Linked DNA regions of Sus scrofa: region 2 is linked to region 1. A link is a contact called in public Hi-C data. All regions are on one chromosome and are shown on one strand. The core of a region is the stretch at or near the end of the contact, and the rest is flanking DNA. Distances in the headings are between cores, read along the strand shown.

Region 1 (3,774 bases), core at 603-3,102:
AGGAAGGGATAAGTCGTGGTATAACCAGACAACAAAACACCTCTCGGCAGTAAAACACACAAGGAAATGGATGAATCTCAAAGTAATCATGCTGAGCAAATTCAGATAAAAAGAGTCCGAGTGCCCATCATGGCTCAGTGGTTAACGAATCCGACTAGGAACCATGAGGTTGCAGGTTTGATCCCTGGCCTTGCTCAGTGGGTTAACCATCCGGCGTTGCTGTGGCTGTGGTGTAGGCGGGCTACGGCTCCGATTGGACCCCTAGCCTGGGAAACTCCATGTGCTTCGGGTACAGCCCTAAAAAGACAAAAAAAAAGTTGTTTTTTTTAAAAAAGGAGTTCCCATGTGGCTGAGTGGGTTAAGAACCTGACATAGTCTCTGTGAAGACACAGGTTCAATCCCTGGCCTTGCTCAGTGGGCTAAGTATCCAGCACTGTTGTAAGCGGAGGCTCATATCCGGTGTTGCTGTGGCTGTGGTGTAGATGGGCGGCTACAGCTCCAATTGGACCCCTAGCCTGGGAACCTCCATATGCTGCGGGAAGCAGCCCTAGAAAAGGCAAAAAGACAAAAAGGGGGGGGGGACCATCCTTAATGACCTACCGAATAAAAAATAACAGTGAATGAAGTTCAAAGGTTAAAAAAACATATATCTGAGCGGCACATACACAGCACGGGGAACAAGGATCACTTACGCCATTCTCCTTTCTCCGATGCTCACCCGGAACTTTCACACCATTTCTTTTTAAACTTGGATCCTGAGACCTTGGTCCACCCCCTAAGCACAAAATTCAGAAACATTAACATGCATTAACACTAGAGTTGACTGATAATTTTCAGTCCCAGTTCATTTCTGAGCTCTGTTGTTACTGCGCTCTGCTATTTTAAGTTGAAAATAAAATATTTGCTCATAGTAGCAATGAAGTTACGGTCTCATGATTCAGCCTGTTCTGGAAAACCTTGCTTGGAACAGGGAAGAGTCAGCACTAGAAAATGTTACACGCTAACCATTTCCTAGAAAAGCTGGATGAGTCAGATGCCAAAGGAGGAAAAAGGAAGAAAATACAGGAGTTCGGGAGTTTCTGTCGTGGCTCAGCAGCAACAAACCCGACTAGTATCCGAGAGGACTGAGGTTTGATCCCTGGCCTCGCTCAGTGGGTTAGGGATCCGGCGTTGCTGTGAGCAGTGGTGTAGATCGCAGACGTGGCTCGGATCTGGCGTTGCTGTGGCTGTGATGTAGACAGGCAGCTGCAGCTCCGATTGGACCCGTGGCCTGGGAACTTCCTTATGCCATGGGTGAAGCCCCCCGCCAAAAAAAAAAAAAAAAAAAAAAAAAAAAGACAGAAAAACAAATCAATAAAACAATATCATATATATTCTGAACATGCAAACAGTCTGCTAGTGGATACTGTCCAAGTCTACACCACAAAGGTTGACACTGAGCAGCAATCCTGTTTTACCCCAATTTAGACACTATGTGGCACTGGTGTTTTGCAACAATGTGAAAACAGCGTCTTTATCTTCAGATTGTTTTTCTCACATTACAGACACACTGAAACTGCATATGGCACCACTGAGAGGCTAGTTAATAATTTACCCAGCGTGACAGAGGGAGATATTTGAACCCCTAGATGAACAGGTAAAATTCAACGAATTCATGAAAAGAAGATATGAGCAATAATGTAAATAAAGAACAAAATAAAAATAAGATACAGATGCTGACTTAAAACTACCAAAAAGAGGCAGCTTGGGGGAAAAAAATACCTGCTTATTTCAGATAAAATTACAGACACCAGTGATGCTGAAAGGCCTGTGAGCCAGCCTGGCTGAGGTGACTCAAGTTCCACGCCTGGCTCTGCCTTTAGGTGTGTGGCCTCTGACAAGTCATTTAACCCCTAAGTATCAGCCTTTCTCATCTGTAGAGTGAAAGAGGCCAGACTAAGTCAAGCCTGGGGTCTCCCACACTCCAATAATTGCTGGGTACCTACAATTTGTACTAAAGGAATAAAACTGGGAGTTCCTGTCATGGCACAGAAGAAACGAATCCGGCTAGGAACCATGAGGTTGTGGGTTCGATCCCTGGCCTTGCTCCGTGGGTTAAGGATCTGGCATTGCCATGAGCTGTGGTGTAGGTTGTAGATATGGCTCCGATCCCGTGTTGCTGTGGCTGTGCTGTAGGCCAGCAGCTGCAGCTCTGACTGGACCCCTAGCTCGGGAACCTCCACGTGCCGTGGGTGCAGCCCTAAAAAGCCAAAAAAAGAATAAAACTGAAATTCTACGACCTGTGTTACCAACATTCTTACACCCAAGAATTTTACACCGAAGTCACACTCCCTCAACTCTCCTCTCTGCACTGTGCCATGGCCTGCAGCAGTTCCCAGACCAGGGATCAAACCTGCACCACTGCTGTAACCAGAGCCACAGCAATGACAGCACCAGATCCTTAACTCACTGGGCCACCAGGGCACTCCTTCACTTTCCATTTTAAAAGATCCTTAATCCACTGAGCGAGGCCAAGGATCGAACCCACAACCTCATGGTAATTAGTCGGGTGTGTTAACCACTAAGCCACGACAGGAACTCCACAGATTCCAACATTTTTAGAAACACCTAGTAATCCTGCTCCAATCAGTGGTTTCTCACTGAGAACAAAGTGGACCCACAGGTCTCAGAGCTGAAAATCTTTCTTCCCACGTCCTACGGTCAAGCGACGGTTGTGTCCCCAGTGTCTAATGCTGCTTCCAGCCCACGGTCACAGGTTAATCAGCTTCTACCCTTTCCTCACTGTCATCTATAAACTGGTCACATAGGAGTTCCCGTCATGGCTCAGCAGTTAATGAACCCGACTAGAAACCATGAGGATGCGAGTTCGATGCCTGGTCTTGTTCAGTGGGTTAAGGATCCGGCATTGCCGTGAGCTGTGGTGTAGGTCACAGTCAAGGCTCGGATCTGGCGTAGGACGGCAGCTACAACTCCGATTTGACCCCTAGCCTGGGAACCTCCATATGCTGTGGGTTTGGCCCTAAAAAGACAAAAAATAAAAAAATAAACAAACTGGTCACAACCCTCAGTTGTCAGAGGTGTGACCACCCGACTCCCCCATTCTCTCTACCCCGCGTCCTGCCATCATTCTGGATGACCTCACCATCAAAAAGTTAACCTCTCAGAGCCCTGGCTTCCTGCCTCCTCTTGAATTCAGGCTGATTTCATGGCCCAGTGAGGGACCGTGCTGCCCAGAAGCACTCAGTATCCCAGAAATCTTAAATCCCAACATGCTAGCTTTGAGCATCGTTTCATCTCTGGACCCCTGTGCATTAACTGAAGCCAACAGCTCCCTCCCTGGTCCCCACTTTTCCTGCTGCCCCTCTGTCTTCAACTTCTTCCCCAGCTGGCTTCCCAGCATACTCTTCGTCTGTGTCCCACCGACTGTCCCCTGAACTGGTCTGGTCAAAGCCCATCCTTGGGTCCACCCAGCTTCTTCTCCTCTTACCACCCTCTGGGGGGCGGCTGAGCGCCACTGGAGACACGTCACCTGTGTTCTCCTGGTCTCGCTTCTGCACGGGCCCCCAGCCACCTGGCTCCCCTGGCAGGTCCCCTCTCCCGTTCTCCACTGCAGCGCCAGCTGCTGCCCACCTCCGCTGTCATTTCCAGATGATTCTGCCTCCCCTCTCAGAGAAAACCAATGTTTTCACAAGAGAAGCCCTGCACCCAGTGCTCCCACAGGGAGCACACGATTTCCCTGCCATTCAGAGACGCCCTACTCTGTCACGTGAAGCT
Region 2 (3,584 bases), core at 813-3,312, 60 kb after region 1:
ACCCCCCCCCGCCAATTTTTTTTTTTTTTTTTTGGCTTTTTAGAGCCGCACCTGCAGCATATGGAGGTTCCCAGCTACTGGCTTAGACCAGAGCCACAGCAATGCAGGATCTGAGCCATGTCTGTGACCTACACCACAACTCACAGCAACGCTGGATCCTTAACCCACTGAGCGAGGCCAGGGATCGAACCCGAAACCTCATGATTCCTAGTCTGATTTGTTTCTGCCGTGCCATGATGGGAACTCCCCAAAACTTTTGATATACATCTGCTGAAACACATGTAAGTTCCCATCCTACCTACTGTTTCAGGAGGAACAAGTTCACAGTCAATTCAATGGAGAAAGTGGCAAGTGGTACATGAAGAAAGTTAGGCAAGGAAGCATGTTTCAACTTCTCAAGATACCAGCAACTTATTTTGCACTAGGAGTTAGAGGCTTTAGGAAAAGTGGTAACAGAAAAAAAAAAAAAAGGTGTTTTTTTTTTCCTGTGAAGCAACCCAGAAATATGTAACAGAAATTGTAAAATCATTCTTTCATCCTTTACTTCTAGATTGGATCAAAACCCTTATAATGGTGTCTGTGTTATAATGGAAATATGTGAAACACATGGAAATATTATTTAACTTTCGAAAATGTAGGTATGCGGGAGTTTCCTGGTGGCCTAGCCATTAAGGACTCTGCATTGTCACCGCTGTGGCTCATATTACTGCTGTGGTTCGGGTTTGATCCTTGGCCAGGGAACCTCTGCATGCTGTGGTTGAGGCCAAATAAAAGAAAATGTATGTATGTAGACTCTCCTAATTCTTTTTTTTTTTATGTTTTACACCACCTATTTCCTTTTTCTTTTCTTTTTTATTTTATTTTATTTTATTTTCCCACTGTACAGCAAAGGGATCAGGTTATTCTTACATGTATACATTACAATTACATTTTTTCCCCCACCCTTTGTTCTGTTGCAACATGAATATCTAGACATAGTTCTCAATGCTACTCAGCAGGATCTCCTTGTAAATCTATTCTAAGTTGTGTCTGATAACCCTAAGCTCCCAATCCCTCCAACTCCCTCCCTCTCCCATCAGGCATCCACAAGTGTTTTCTCCAAGTCCATGATTTTCTTTTCTGAGGATATGTTCATTTGTGCTGGATATTAGATTCCAGTTATAAGTGATATCATATGGTATTTGTCTTTGTCTTTCTGGCTCATTTCACTCAGTATGAGATTCTCTAGTTCCATCCATGTTAATTCTGATAACATTTAATTAAAAGCAGCACACCAGGAGTTGCCATTGTGATTCATTAGTAACAAATCTAACTAGTATCCATGAGGATGCGGGTTCGATCCCTGGCCTTGCTCAGTGGGTTAAGGATCTGGCATTGCCATGAGCTGTGGTGTAGGTTGCAGACGCAGCTCGGATCTGGTGTGGTTGTGGTAGTGGCGTAGGCTGGCAGCTGTAGCTCTGATTTGACCCCTAGCCTGGGATCAATACTATACTGCAGGTGAGGCTCTAAAAAGAAAAAACAACAACCAAAAAAAACAAAAAAAAAACAAAAAAAACACCCCACCAAATATTAGATAAACATTTGCTATATAAAGTCTATGTAGGAGTTCCCGTCGTGGCTCAGTGGTTAACGAATCCGACTAGGAACCATGAGGTTGTGGGTTCAGTCCCTGGCCTTGTTCAGTGGGTTAGGGATCTGGCGTTGCCGTGAGCTGTGGTGTAGGTCACAGACATGGCTCCGGATCCTGAGTTGCTGTGGCTCTGGCGTAGGCCGGAGGCTACAGCTCCGATTCAACCCCTAGCCTGGGAACCTCCATATGCCGCGGGAGCGGCCCTAGAAAAGGCAAAAAGACAAAAAAAAAAAAAAAAAAAAGTCTATGTAGACGCCGTATCAACGATAAAAAAAAAAAGAATTTGAAGGAGTAGAAACAGGTTAGAATCCAGTGTCCAGCGGAAAAGAGCCTTCCCTCTGGCAGGCGTTACTGCAGAACAAGGAGGAGCAGATGGGCACAGTAACAGGTTCCTACTGGCAGAGGAAAGATACCTCGATAGGGTTACTGATGCCCCACCCAGGCCAGCCCAACGGGCAACCCAATTTGGCCCGTGCACACCCAAAGGAATTAAAGGCCACCTGGTGGCTGTACCAGAAAATTACACCTCAGTTGATTCCTGGAGGTCAGATGGAGCAAGAAAAACGAAGTAGGACTTGAAATGCTTTACACGCACACAAAGCACCTTACTGGACCCTGGCTTATCACTAGTTCCTATAAAGCTTATTTCTTCCTCTCATCTTCGCCAGGGTTCTCAGTCTGGCCTCTGATGCCCTCAATCAAGAAAAGAGCTCTCTCAGAGTTCCTGTCGTGGCTCAATAGTTGACAGATCTGACTAGGAACCAAGAGGTTGCGGGTTTGATCCCTGGCTTTGCTCGGTGGGTTAAGGATCCGGTGTTGCCGTCAGCTGTGGTGTAGGTCACAGACATGGCTCAGATCCCGCATTGCTGTGGCTCTGGCGTAGGCCGGTGACTACAGCTCCGATTAGACCCCTAGCCTGGGTACCTCCATATGCTGCAGGAGCGGCCCTAGAAATGGCAAAAAGACCAAAAAAAAAAAAAAAGCCCTATTTATCACCTTCCCTCTGGAAATACCACGGGATAGGATCCATTACTATTGCTGGAAAATGATCAAGATCCAAAACTTAATGACCGGAAAACTATTCCTTTTCCCTAGCACATTCTCTAAGTCTTCTCCAGAAACATAGCAGTATATGTTATTATCAAACAATAAACAAAGTAGCACTTGATTCACAGAGATTATGTTTCCTTGTCCTTTTTTTAAACGGCTCAATCATTAGAGAGCATTATTCCCATCGTTTAGTCAACCTCCATGTGCTGCAGGTGTGGCTCTAAAAAAAAGACCAAAAAAAAAAAAAAAAGGCAATGACAATGAGGTCCTACTGTACAGCACAGGGAAATATATCCAGTCTCTTGTGACAGAATATGATGGAAGATAATATAAAAAAGAAAATGTAGGAGTTCCCGTCGTGGCTCAGTGGTTAACGAATCCGACTAGGAACCATGAGGTTGCTCATATCCGGTGATATGAGAAAAAGAATAAAATAATCTTTTTAGGACGTTGGAGTCAAAGCGTTTTTGCATAAACATAAGCAGATAACCCAAGACAGAACAGAAGGAGGACACCAAATCAGGGCCATGAATTCTGAGTCAAATGTCCCTTGAACTTGACTGTTGAAGCCTGAGTTCGAGATAAGGAGGTAAAATGCTGTGTCCTGGGCTCCTGCTTTGGGTTATTCAAGGCCTGCCTTTGTCAAACTATCTCTTCCAACATCTCAGGTATGACTCAAGAGACAAATTCACTGATATTCATGGTTAATGTATGAACTCACAACCACTAATATTCTGGGCTGTTACATAACTTTTCCCACAGCTGATAAGCGGTTCTTCATGGTGAGCCATTTGGATTTAAATCTTTTCTTGTTTGCAAAGGCAGGTTTGGTTTTTTTAGTCTAAGTTAGTTCTTGCAAGAAGGATTATAGGAATATCATTTTTGCATTTTTACTAAGGAAAGA

The links. A called contact is a pair of places that touch in the nucleus more often than the background predicts.
Region 2: a contact with region 1 is called in a Hi-C map of liver, with 2.7 times the contacts expected there. The contact joins two enhancer-like sites. A contact is called at or near these places in 1 of 5 promoter capture datasets (liver), 22 of 47 Hi-C or Micro-C datasets (alveolar macrophages, embryonic fibroblasts, epiblast stem cells and 10 more) and 1 of 2 datasets of contacts at active chromatin or transcription factors (skeletal muscle).

What each region holds. Positions count from the first base shown.
Region 1 is chr10:19,850,654-19,854,427 of Sscrofa11.1, forward strand. It overlaps TP53BP2 (apoptosis-stimulating of p53 protein 2), which reads right to left. Exons shown (of 18, transcript XM_013980098.2): 4 at 693-775. Among named protein-coding and RNA genes, the nearest start is that of TP53BP2, 37 kb to the right of the region's middle. Within about 2 kb of position 1,853, at least 18 of the 83 cell types and tissues checked have an H3K27ac peak or open chromatin away from gene starts, as enhancers often do. A contact at or near this core is called in fetal liver and liver, where this site is marked.
Region 2 is chr10:19,910,374-19,913,957 of Sscrofa11.1, forward strand. No RefSeq gene overlaps it. Among named protein-coding and RNA genes, the nearest start is that of TP53BP2, 22 kb to the left of the region's middle. Within about 2 kb of position 2,063, at least 3 of the 83 cell types and tissues checked have an H3K27ac peak or open chromatin away from gene starts, as enhancers often do. A contact at or near this core is called in fetal liver and liver, where this site is marked.